2 separate regions of the Sus scrofa genome follow, and region 1 is linked to region 2. The links are chromatin contacts, called in public HiChIP or PLAC-seq maps. All regions are on one chromosome and are shown on one strand. Each heading gives the region's core, a stretch centred on a gene start, on an enhancer-like site or on the middle of the called end of the contact. The rest is flanking DNA. Distances are from core to core; before and after follow the strand shown. Region 1 holds the start of IBTK (inhibitor of Bruton tyrosine kinase). Region 2 holds the start of RWDD2A (RWD domain-containing protein 2A).

Region 1 (5,751 bases), core at 1,049-3,548, 970 kb before region 2:
AGCCCTCACCCGGTGAACTTGCATATGCCACAGATGTGGCTGTTAAAAAAAGAAAGAAAGAAAGAAAGAGAAACAGTACAAAGATGAAGGAGCTATGGAAGGATGTGAATTTGCACATCATGGGCATATAAACTCTACCAGTCACAAGAGTCACATTCTTTCAGTATTTCTGATAAATTTTGATTTTCTACTAAAAATAGAATTGCCATATGATCCAGCAATCCACCTCCGGGGTATATATCCAGACAAAACTTTATCTCAAAAAGATACATGTGCCCCAGTGTTCACAAGCAGCACTATTTACAATAGCTAAAATAGGAAAACAACCTAAATGTCCACCAACAGATGAGTGGATTAAAAAGATGTGGTACATATACACAATGGAATACTACCCAACCATAAAAAGAACAAAATAATGCCATTTGCAGCAACAGGGATGGTCCTAGAGATTATCATGCTAAGTAAGTCAGAAAGAGAAAGGCAAACACCTTATTATATTATTTATCTATGGAATCTAAAACATGACACAAATGAACCTATCTATGAAACAGAAGCAAATTTACTGACACAGAAAACAAACTAGTGGTTGCCACAGGGGAAAATAGGTGGGGGAGGAATGGAGTGGGAGTTTGGGGTTAGGAGATGCAAACTACCGCATATAGAATGGATAAACTACAAGGCTCTACTATACAGCACACAGGGAACTATATTCAACATCCTGTAATAAACCATATGGAAAAGAATATCACAACATTGTAAGTCAACTATACTTTAATAAAATTAAAATGTTAACTTCATCGATTTAAGAATTTTTTTTCCAAGAAAAAACTATTTTAAAAAAGAATGTTGTGGAGTTCCCTGGTGGTGCAGCAGATTAGGATCTGGCATTGTTGCTACTGTGGATCGGGTCTGATCTCTGGCCTGTGAACTTCCATATGTCACAGTGGAGGCAAAAGAAAGAAGAAAAAAAAAAAAATGCTGGGAAATCCCTAGTGCTTTCACAGCTGCCGCAGGGTTCAATCCCTGGGCTGGGAACTGAGATCCCATATCAAGGCCCTGCACGCTGCAGCCAAAAACCAAAAAACAAAAAAAAAAGCGTGAGAGTGTATGTGTATATAACTGAATCATTTTGCTGCGCAGCAAAAATTAACACATTGTAAATCAACTACACTTCAAAAAAACTGTTTTTCAAATTTCAATTTTCAAACACACTCTGCTTCCAGGCATGAGGGGGAAAAAAAAGTGCTACTACATCGGTCTCTGCTTCCTGAAAAATAACCTGTCTGGTCAACAGACTTTAAGTTTTTTTTAACTACGTTGGAGATCAGAAGTCACAGAAGTCCTGGGTTACTTATTTCACTGCTGAACTAAAACGTTTTAGAAATAAAGCAACATGATATCAGAAAAGGCCTCTATCGGGGAGTTCCCGCTGAGGCGCAATGAGATCAAGAGCATCCTGGGAGCCCCGAGACTCAGGTTGGATCGCTTGCCTGGCGCAGTGGGCTAAAGATCTGGCGTTGCTGCACCCCAGGCTTAGGTCGTGACTGTGGCTCGGATCTGATTCCTGGCCCAGGAATTCCATACGCTGCGGGGCGGCCAAAAAAGAAAAAGGCCTCTCTCCTGTCCACCCCACGCCCCCCAAAAAACACACGGGTCCCTTTTCACAGACAACTGTAGATTCAGGCTGAACTTCGTCGTTAGTATCCCCACAGTGACTAAAACTTCAGTGACGCCACGAAAGAGATAAGGGACAGGGGCGCCTGGAGGAATGGCTTAAAACTCAAGGCTCGAGGGAAAGTGACACGAGACAACTATCAAAACCCAGCACCTCTACGTCGATGGAGGGCGTGGCAGGCAGGACAGCAACGTAGCACGTCGCCTGCACGGACCATTCATTAGCTCCAGGAGGCGGCCTGAGGGCGGCCGCCGGGACCAGGCCACTCGACTGGCCCCGCGCCAATGCGCGGGCAGCCGGGCAGCCTGTGCGTCCCCGCCCCGCGGCCCACTCGCACCCTCAGGGAAGCTAGAATACCGTCCCGACGCCACCCTGCTACGGGGAGGCCACCGCCCCTGCCGGCTCCACGGGGTCGCACCGTGCCATGCAGTCCCTCACCAGTCGCTAGATGAAAATACGCCGGTGTTCTCCGCGGGGTGGGCACACGGCCGCGCAGGGACTCATCCTCAGTGAAGGCAGCAGAAGAAACCGAAGGGCGCCAGTGGAGGCCCGTTCCCCAGGCCCGGGTCAGTTCCGGAGGCGGCTGCAGCTACAGCCGCGACTACAGGCGCGCGGAAGGGGGGCAAGGAGGGACGGGCCGGCGCGGGCGGGACCCAGGAATAAGACCGGCGCTGATTGGTTGACTGTCGTGTATGCCTCTTGCGGATTGGCTGGAGTCTGTCCAGAATGCTTCGCGTGGCAGCCCTAAGCTCTGGCCTTTCCCTGGCCGCGTGAAGGAACTTGACCCCGCCGGCCTTGGGGCAACCAGCGCTAGCCGGGGGCGGGGCAGGCCTCAGCCGGGGACACTCGGCCGACGGGGGCGGTGGGAAAGGTGACGGCCCTTTCGGGGGTCAGCCGTCGCCCAAGAGGAAACGTCGCTCCCCCGCAGCAGGAGATTTGGAACTCAGGATAAACCTGGGTTTAGAAACAGTATGGGACACCTGGCTAGATGTCTCGGGCAGCGGAATGCCTTGGCCACGCCGCAGAAGTCAAAGGCGTTGTTGGCATGTTGCACCTATGAGAGTGCCCTCCCGTTGCCCTGACCCTGGGGTCACAGGAAAGCCAAAGGCGTTGTCTTGCAGAGACTCAGCCTCGCCCCTCACCGGCCGCTCCTACACCCGCATTATATTGGGGTCACTCCCTGGGTCAGGAGGCGTCACTGCCTCCTTAGATCACTGCTGTGGGACCAGGCCAGGGTCATACCACTCACCAGATCACTGCACTCAGTCCTCACCCCAGGCTCTTGCACTATGCTTTTTCCCCTTTAACTCTGCATCCAAGGGCCATTTTAAAAATGGAGTGAAAATAATTAGGGAGGAAAGCAAGTAGCCGATAATCGATACTAGGATAGGGAAAGGGAAACATCCTGCGGAGTAGGCCTGATTCAGTAAATATTTGTTCAGGGAGGGCTAGTGTGACTCAGAACAAACAACGCTAGGAGTCAAGACACAGCTGTGCAGTTCTGCCACGTGTAGATTATACAAGCCACTTAGTCCCTCTCATCTGTAAAACGACAGACTTGAACTAGATGTCTTCTTAAAGGCCCATTCGGCTTTACTTTTTTTGGAGCCTACCTTATGGAATCCCCAAAGCCACGCACCTCCCTAGTGAAGGGAATAGGAAAATAACTAGCTCTCCCGCCGCCCTTCCCAAAACCTTGTTCTGTCTCTTTGCCCCTTCTAGGTGCCTGACGTCCTTTTTTGACATGTAACAAAAACCAGTTTGTAATGTAAAAATCGGCTGGTTTTGAAAATAAGCTATGTATGATGACCTTTATAATCATGGAGAAGCTAAGAATGGCAAGTAAAGCCCATAATGTAAATAAATGCATTGACCTAAATTCAAATCTTTTAAATCTTTTGTTTGTCGCTGGGCAAGTTCTCTTTTTTTTTTTTTGGAGGGGGGAGGGGGCAGTGGGCTGGGGTCAAGCCCACAGCAGGTGGAAGTTCCAAGGCCAGGAAATGAACATCCTTAGAGCAGTGACAACCCTGGATTCTTAGCCTGGGAACTCCTAGTTGGCTTTTTTGAAGCCTCAGTTTCCTCAACTGTAAAATAGAAGCAATAATGCATTTTAGGGTTGTGAAAACATAACTATGTACAGATATATCCCACTTAACGGAGTGTCTAGCACACAATAACACTTCATAAGTGGTAGATCATACTTTTTATAAGTAAGAAGTATTTCCTTAGCAACAGAATTATTCCAAGCATTCATTGATTTTGTGGTAAGCACTAGGGATCCAAAAGTGAACAAAACACAAACTTGATAATCACACATGTAAAAATAGTTTGCAACCCTTACAAAAACTGCAAATAATGCTATGATAAATTTAACTTTGCAAAGAAGTGACACTTGAACTGAGACTAGAATATTGGGTAGGAGATAACCAGATGAAATAGATTGCAAGCCATATGGGATTGCTCTCCATTTCCCTGGAAAATTGTCTTCAAAGATACTGATAATTTCTAGGACAGAATATTGCAATGATTAGGCAACAGTACAGATGAAATACAATTAAATGAAAACTGCATTGCAGATGTGGTTAGTGAAAGAAGAGATCAAAATCAACCATTTAAAAAAATTTGTTGTGTTTACCCATAGAAGGAAAGATAGAAATATACCAAAAACAATGATTGTCTCTGTGTGGTTATGAGTGATTCTTGATTTCTATCATTTTGAATTGTCATTTTTACTTGTAGTAGTTGAGTTACTTGATTAATTTTTAAAAATCAAAGTTTAGGAGTTCCTGTTGTGGCTTAGCAGTAACAAAGCCTGCTAGTATCCATAAGGACATGGGCTCCATCTCTGGCCTCACTCAGTGGGTTAAGGATCCAGCTTTGCTCTGAACTGTGGTATAGGTCACAGACATGGCTCGGACCTGGTGTTGCTGTGGCTGCATTGCAGGCCAGCAGCTGTAGCTCCAATTAGATGCCTAGCCTGGGAACTTCTATTTGCCATGGGTGCAGCCCCCAAAAGACAAAAAATAAAATAGTAAAATAAAATAAAATACCAATGTGGAAAGAAAGAAGTCTAAAGATGGCTTTAGAAGAGGGCAGTGATTTAGAGGAGAAAGAGGAGAATAATCCAGGCGTCAAGAATGGAGTTTGAGATGAGGCCAGGATAGAGTGCTGCAGAAATGACTGAGCCACATCATTTGCAGTAAACTCCCTAAATGCCATTTTTCCAAAATAAATTAATATCCTTCATAATCAAAATGTATTGACTTTAACAACCATTGAAGGTGTTAATAATTCAGCCTGTCTCTGTGGTGGTGCCTGTTCGATCCCCTGCCCGTCACATTGTGTTAAGGGATCCAGCATTGCTGAAGCTGTTACATAGGTCGCAGCTCCAGCTTGATTCTGATCCTGGGTCCATGAACTTCTATATGCCTCAGATGCTGCTTAAAAAGAGAAAAAATAAAAGAGAGAGAGAAAGATAGAGAACATCAGAGCTTGTACGGTCGCAGTGGATCAAAACCCAAACCTGTTCAGGTTCTGCAAGAATGATTATCACCACGGGAAGAATAGCAGCACATTTGGCCTGCAAATGACTTATTGTTTGGCCATATTCTCTTTTATTCTAAACCATCTTCCACTTTCCGAATCTAAACACATGGCTGGAGGCAGCTTTCTTTCTCTCTTTCTTTTTTTTTTTTTTGGCCATGCCCATATCATGGGGAAGTTCCTTGGCCAGGGATCAGACCCAAGCCAGAGCAGTGACCCATGCCAAAGCAGTGACAATGCTGCTGTGCCACAGGAGAGCACCTAGGAGCAGTTTTCTGACACACATCTCAGCTTTGCCCTTAGGGAAGGTCACACTGAGCCCTCTGCTTCAAGCATGAAGATCCCAGAGGCACCGATATGCCCTCACATCGGCTCAGGTTAGCTCAGATTAGGTGAGGAGTCAAGGGTATTGTGACTGACAACTTTTTAGAGGTCTGTGGTTGAAGCAGGGTGACAATGTTTTCTCAAACGAAGATGGGGCAGAGCAGACAAAACAATAGACAACTAAAGGGTGTTTCCACACCATTAGTTCC
Region 2 (6,562 bases), core at 3,174-5,673:
CAGGAACCAAGTACACTACCTACATTATCTCTTGCCATTCTCAATAGGGATCACACGATGCAGGCCTCATCACCAACATATCACAGGTGAGCAAAGGTGAGCTCCGAAAGGATAAGTGCCTGCTCAGCTCCCATAGTAAGTGTGAGAGCTGGGGCTCAAAGTCCAAGCTAGAGCAGTGACTTGGCCCCCATGTCCTACTGAAAAGACCCGGATGTGGAGAAGCCTCTCAGGGCAGTTCCACTTGGCTTGATTTTCACCTGGTCCCAGGGGCTAAAACTAAGGCAACCACTGTTCCCAAAGAAGCTTTCGCTGGCAGCTGCGACAGTCACCTGGTATCTCTACCGATCACCACGAAGGCGTCCTGGTGCAGATTCACAGCTGCTTCCTCGCTGATGGCCACCAAGGCTCGTGCCAAATCTTGCTCCTCAGCATTTGCCAAATGGGTAGCATGTTCCTCCCAGGAGGGCGCCAACATTTCGCCCAAAGGGTCAACCAATTTTACACCATTGTCGTCCTTCAAAGAAAAACAAATGAGAAGCCATCTGTGCACAGCTGTGAGGGTGACATGAAGAAGTACACTCAAGCTGCTGTCCCCCCAATGAAAGTGAAGGCCGGCCAGTCTCCCTGGTGACTGCTGAAGGCCAGCCACAGGACCAGATGTCATATTTCTATCACCTCCGCAAATCCTCACCACACATGAGCTCCACCTAAGAACCCTACGGTCACTCTGGTCTTAATTGAAGAAAACTAAAATTCAGAGCAAGTAATCTGCTCATGTTCACACAGCTAATAAGTGTTGGTGCTGGTATTAAAACATCAAATCTACTTGAGTCTTAAACCCACAGCCACTGTGCCACACATGCCAGCTGTATTCCAGGGCTGTTACCTCTGCTTTGGCCGGCAACTAACTGATCAGGTACAAGTGTGGCAGAACCAGGGCCCTGGGGATCCTTTTGCTCTGGCTGTACTCTGAGAACACACTGGCCATCGTGTTAGCCAGTGGGTGTTCAGCCAGTGGGTGTGGCACAGAAGCTGAGAAGAGGCACCTCCATTCTGGGCAGCTCAAATTTCTGGAAAGATATAAAGTGTGGTTCAGAGTAAATGTCAACAGCTAGCTAAGAATTGTTTTGAGAAGTGCTTCTGGAACTCACAATGAATTTGGGGTTCTGCCTACAAGTCATTAAGCAATTATGGAGATGTAGACACACACAATCACAGTGATCCACGTTCAAACTGAATAAGCAACGTCCTTTTGTTTCAGGGTTGGGGTGGAGAGGAGGTTACAATCCTTCACTAACACACATAAAAACTGCTGCTGATTTAGCTACGAAGGTACAAGTCTCATATCGTAGCAAACACAAGTGTATTATTTAAACCATGTATTAGTGAGTTACAGGCCAGTACAGAATAAGATCAACTGTGTCAAAAGGAACGCTTCAAAGACTTATCAGGAACACTAGAACCATCGGGCCTCATCAATAACCTGCCCAAAGCAGAACCCCATATTTAGGCTGTTCGTTCAGAACAGGAAACCATGCCCCAGCTATAGAAATGTTGTCTGAAAAGTTTCAAAATGAGTTAAATCTTTTCAAATATTTGCCCGTGCCCCTTCCCCTGCTTGTCTCCAAGCTCTTCCAACTTTGCTCAACTAAAAGCAGTAACAGTTTTTATTACTGACGCTGTCTCACTGCAACTACTTGGGAATGACATTCTGTTATTTCTCAATATGGACACACAGCAAAAAAAAAGAAAAAAAAATGACCATCTCATTTCATTCTCTCCACACCCTTTAAACAGTCATGAGCTAAATGACCACTTGTTTAAGGAAGTCATTTCAAAGCCAAAGGCATGTAGCAGTGAGAGGGCATATTCTGAGAACTGGAATCTATTTTGGATCAAAGCGCTCAGACACTATGGTTTGGTCCTGCAAACAAAGGTTTGGTCTTTGCTTTACTGGGGGCACTAAATGCATTACCTCAGGATTGTGTGATGCTGTTACCATGACTCCTATGGTAGACTTTGTCTGCTTTGACCTCAGGACAGCTAATAATCCCATTCGAAACATGACATGATCAAGACGGTCTGCTTTCGTTCGAAATCCAGCGGTCCCATATTGAAGAATGAGTCCATCAGGCTTGGCATGCGATGCTGAGTGCTTGGTAATGGCATCTAAATCCATGTCTACAAAACTAAGGAATATTTTTCAGACATAATAAGAAATCTTTCAAAGACAATTTGCTCCAAAAATTGCCATCCTAGAGTTCTTGTAATGGCTCAGCAGGTTATGGGCCTGGCATTGTCTCTGTGAGGATGCAGGTTGAATCCCTGGCCTCCCTTAGTGGGTTAAGAATGAGGTGTTGCTGTGGCTGTGGCCTCAGATGCAGCTCCAATTCAACCCCTAGCCCAGAACGTTCATGTCATAGGTGGGGCTGTAAAAAGTAAACAAAAAAACAAACAAAAAAACAAACAAACAAAAACCTTGCACCCCAAACTGAGAGATCTGATTCATTCTGAGCCTCCCCAAAGAGGAGAGGCTCTATGTTTTCTCTCTATGTTTGAGAGAAAAGAATGGTAGAAAAAATCCAGGGGGGTTAGCATTACCTGGATCATCCACTTGAGAACAGAAATCACATCGTCCCCAACAATTCCCGGGCCCTAGGCAAACTTAAAATGGTCCATTCCCAACTAAAGCGAAGATTCCTTAACTAGATTCAGAGATTCCTACAAGATCAGGGATCATCTCCTCTTACAAATAGGAAAACTTAATCCTGGGTCTCAGTTAAACAATTTAAATTTTACATGAGGAGCTGCTGACAGACACCTAAGGTCACATTCTCAAGTGGGCTGGGACCGCAGAGCAGACGAAGTACCTGGGAAATCTGTGTACTTCTGCTATTTCTCCCAGGCTACAGAGACCTATTCCCAAAGGAAAAGCAAAGGGCAAAGTCTCCTCTCCAAGACTGCCCTACCTCCTGATACACCTTGCAGTGGATTTTTGTATTTTCATAAGGGAGGATGGAGACACCCTTCTAAATTAAGCTCTGAAACCAGCAACACCTTCCTTTTACCTTTAATTTAGTTTAATTTTTTTGGCCACCCCCACGCCATGAGGAATTTCCCAGGCCAGGGATCCAACCAAGGCCACGGCAGGGACATCACCAGGTCCTTAACCTGATGAATGACACCAGGGAACTCCCACTTTAATTTTGAAAATCAAACATCGGGTTAAGGATCCAGCGTTGCTGTGAGCTGGGGTGTAGGTCGCAGATGCAGCTCAGATCCTGAGCAGCTGTGGCTGTGGCGGAGGCCCGCAGCTGTAACTCCAATTTGACCCCTAGCTTGGGAACTGCTATATGAGGTGGGTGCAGCCTTAAAAAGACAATAAATAAATAAGTAAATAAATAAATAACATCAGCCCTTAGCCCACTACTACTTTCTTCTCTGGGATACTCAGGTTTTAGGTGGAACTTGGGGCTTCCAACCTCAGCTGTATGTACTATCCACTTCCTGGACCTGCCCCATTACCAGTTAGTTCAGGGATGAACAACAGTCCCCATAGCCATCAGCCTAACTATCTTGTTTTCTTTACTTCCCTTCACTACTATTTGGATAAACAAAAGCTAAAGGAAATGGTGAAAATGTTTGCTTTTGTCCAGTTTGGAAAAAGCTGGCATTCAGGAAGTTAATTTTGACCCAGAGTCATTAAATCTACTTCACAAGCCTGAAAACGTTTTATTCAAAACTGACCAGTTAGTCAGTAATGTATCATGTTTATTCAAAAGGGCGTAAACCAGTCCCTTTTCAGCCAGAAAGTCCTTTTTTTTTTTTTTTTTTTTAAGTCAAGATAAAATGTTTCCACCCTTTAAAGCGTTTCAGGTCCTAAAACTACTTTCAAAGACCATTCGAAGGCTTTAAAAAAAGTATTTTCAAATCCAAACTGTTTCCACTCTAAGAAAATCTGAGAACTGCCCCCCTCATTCAATTTTTCCATCCAAACTTCAATACGAGTTTAGTTCCCCTCTCCTCTCGCCCCCACTTTTCCGAGTCAGCTCTGAGACTCCGCCTTGGAGGGGGACGAGCCCCCTGCCCCAGTTCGCTACCCTCGGGCCGGCGCCACCAGCCTGCTCCCGAGCCGCAGCGGTGAGTAGGTGTGTCCCGCGCCGTCCGCGAGCCAGTCCGCCTGCCTGCCCACCATCCTGTCCGTCTACCCAACCCAGGCAGACCAGAGTGTCTCCTTCCCGCCGCCGCCGAGCCTCCGGCCCAGCTCACCTCTGCAGAGAGACGCCCCCTCACCTCCACCACGCGGACCACCTCCCCCGCCGCGGCGCTGGGAATCAGACTGCGGCGCTCCGCACCAGCAGACGTGGCCCTGCGTGGCTTCCGGCCCGTCGCCCCGCCCCTCAGCCAATCACGGCGGGGGAGGGTCCGCTGGCCCCGCCCCCCTCCATGCCAGTCACGCGCGGCTCGCGCCTGCGGAACTGCGGATCCGCGTTCTGAGAGGGCTTGGGGCTGTTGCCTTTGAATGACCAGGAAGGGTGAGGCCCCCGCGGTGGCCCGGGGATTGGGGCCGAGGGTCTCGGGCCTTCAGAGCTATCCGCAACTACGCAGCCCCTGACTCCAAATTTGGGTCTCAGAGGGTGGCAGGCCCAGCTTTCCTGGGAAGCCGGGGTTCTAAGTGGTCCTGGATGGAGGATACCAGCCCCTTTTGGGGCCCCCAACGAGGTGGTCCCGGCCCCAGTGAGCGCCACTCTGCCTCCTTCACGCCCCCCATCCCCTTGCTTCTTGAGATTCATCTCCCAAACGTTTGATTACGGGAAGCCTTCTCGCCACCCCCTTACCATCGCCACCCCCCCCCCGCCCCGCTCCCGCTCCCGCTCCTGCTCCCGCTCCCGCTCCCGCTCCCGCTCGCACGAAACGTCATTTTATTTATTTACCTGTAAGACCCTTCCCACTAAGCTGGACCCCTCGCGGCTGAGGCCAGGTGGATCCAAACCGTCCAGACTCCTGGGATGCCGCCCCGGGCCAGTACAGCTCCCGGGAGAGGCGGAAAGGCCTACGTAGGAGGGGTCTGCGGCGCTAGGGCCCAAGGGCCTCAACTGTCAGTGGAGAGCAACGGGGCCCTCGAGACCCCGGAGCCGGGGAACCCAGAGCTCTGCTCCGTCGGCCCTGCGGGCCTTCCTTGCCGCGGCCAACTCCGCGCAAGCCTGAGACCTGAGTGGGTGGGCTTCGCAATCTGGGCCCCTTGCCTTTCCCAGAATTTGGGCTTGTGGAGCGTCTGCAGGTGGTGTTTACTAACCACCTGCAAAGGAATAATTCGAAACACTTGTTGAACGTCCAGATTCCCGGAACCAGATCGGAAGCAGGGGTTGGGGTAAAAGGAACTGGGAATCCGATTTTTAACGAAGTGTCTTGGGGGGTGCTGTGCTTACTAGATTTGGGGGTCAGGAGTTAAAGCAGAAAAATGTTAAGTGTCTCGGTTTGTGCCCCTAGCTCTCGGTGAGTAATAGCGCCCCTGAAAAGCTGTTTCTGAGGAAAGGGAGCTGCGGGAAATTTCGCTGGGCACCGCTGGACGTTGACAAAGCTGGTGTCTCTGGGCCTTTCCAGTTTTCCTGACAGGTTGATTTTGAGTCAACATGTCCGCTTCAATGAAAGAATGCCTTCAACTTCAGCTGCTGGAGATGGAAATGTTGTTTTCTATGTTTCCTAACCAAGGAGAAGTAAAACTTGAAGATGTAAATGCCCTGACAAATATAAAGAGATATTTGGAGGGCACAAGGGAGGCACTGCCACCAAAAATCGAATTTGTGATTACACTCCAGATCGAGGAGCCCAAGGTAGGTGCCCTGAGTTGTGTTAATTGTTGCCAGGTGCCCAGTTTTTATTGGAAACACTTGGAAGGAGCGCGTCCTGTCCAAGAAGCACATAGAGGATATTCCAGATGGCTTTGTCTTGGATTATTCCTTTACTTGTTTGAAAGCAAAATATGGGATGCCCTGTAAATTGTCTTCAATAAAGATTTTGAATTTTGCATACACATACACACCTTTTAAACAAATATGCTTCATGTTTTTCCTAAACACAGCTTGCAATCTTACACTGCCATTATTATTCTGTTCACTCATCCAGTTTTTTTTTTTTTAACCAACCCAACTATTGTAATGTGGATCGTTTTGTATATATATCACAAATCTAAATGTTACCTTTAGCAAAACTGGCTTTTCAGGAGTGAATGACTATTTTTGGGGAGGCCCCATGACACCAAAAGCAAATATAGAAAGGAAATTTACAGTCTGAAAATGAATTTACCTTCATATTCTGATCCATTTATCTCCAGCAGTAGATAAGTGGATAGCATAGCACAGGTACCAAGGGGACAGGCATTTGAGACCTACTGTGCTAGCTACTTCCTATTCAGCCTTCAGTTATAATGCAGTCCCTCTAGTTACACATTGCTGTGGACCCCTGCACTTGATCATGGCAATGCTTCTCATTGTTGAGATGAAACACTTGGTGAATGTCTGTCTCCATCACTAAGCTCTAGACGTCGTGAAGGGCAGAAATA

What was found. HiChIP or PLAC-seq counts read pairs in DNA pulled down with a chosen protein or histone mark.
Region 1: a contact with region 2 is called in an H3K27ac HiChIP or PLAC-seq map of skeletal muscle, with 6 times the contacts expected there. The contact joins the promoter of IBTK here to the promoter of RWDD2A in region 2. A contact is called at or near these places in 2 of 5 promoter capture datasets (fetal liver and liver), 1 of 47 Hi-C or Micro-C datasets (embryonic fibroblasts) and 2 of 2 datasets of contacts at active chromatin or transcription factors (alveolar macrophages and skeletal muscle).

Annotation. Positions count from the first base shown.
Region 1 is chr1:83,970,108-83,975,858 of Sscrofa11.1, reverse strand. IBTK (inhibitor of Bruton tyrosine kinase) reads right to left here and starts at 2,298. Exons shown (of 29, transcript XM_001924870.6): 1 at 2,114-2,298.
Region 2 is chr1:83,001,444-83,008,005 of Sscrofa11.1, reverse strand. It overlaps RWDD2A (RWD domain-containing protein 2A), which reads left to right and starts at 4,423. Exons shown (of 3, transcript XM_013992798.2): 1 at 4,423-4,535; 2 at 5,491-5,834. The coding sequence starts at 5,634. It overlaps PGM3 (phosphoacetylglucosamine mutase), which reads right to left and starts at 4,384. Exons shown (of 14, transcript XM_001924419.5): 1 at 4,270-4,384; 2 at 1,976-2,189; 3 at 330-514. The coding sequence starts at 2,179.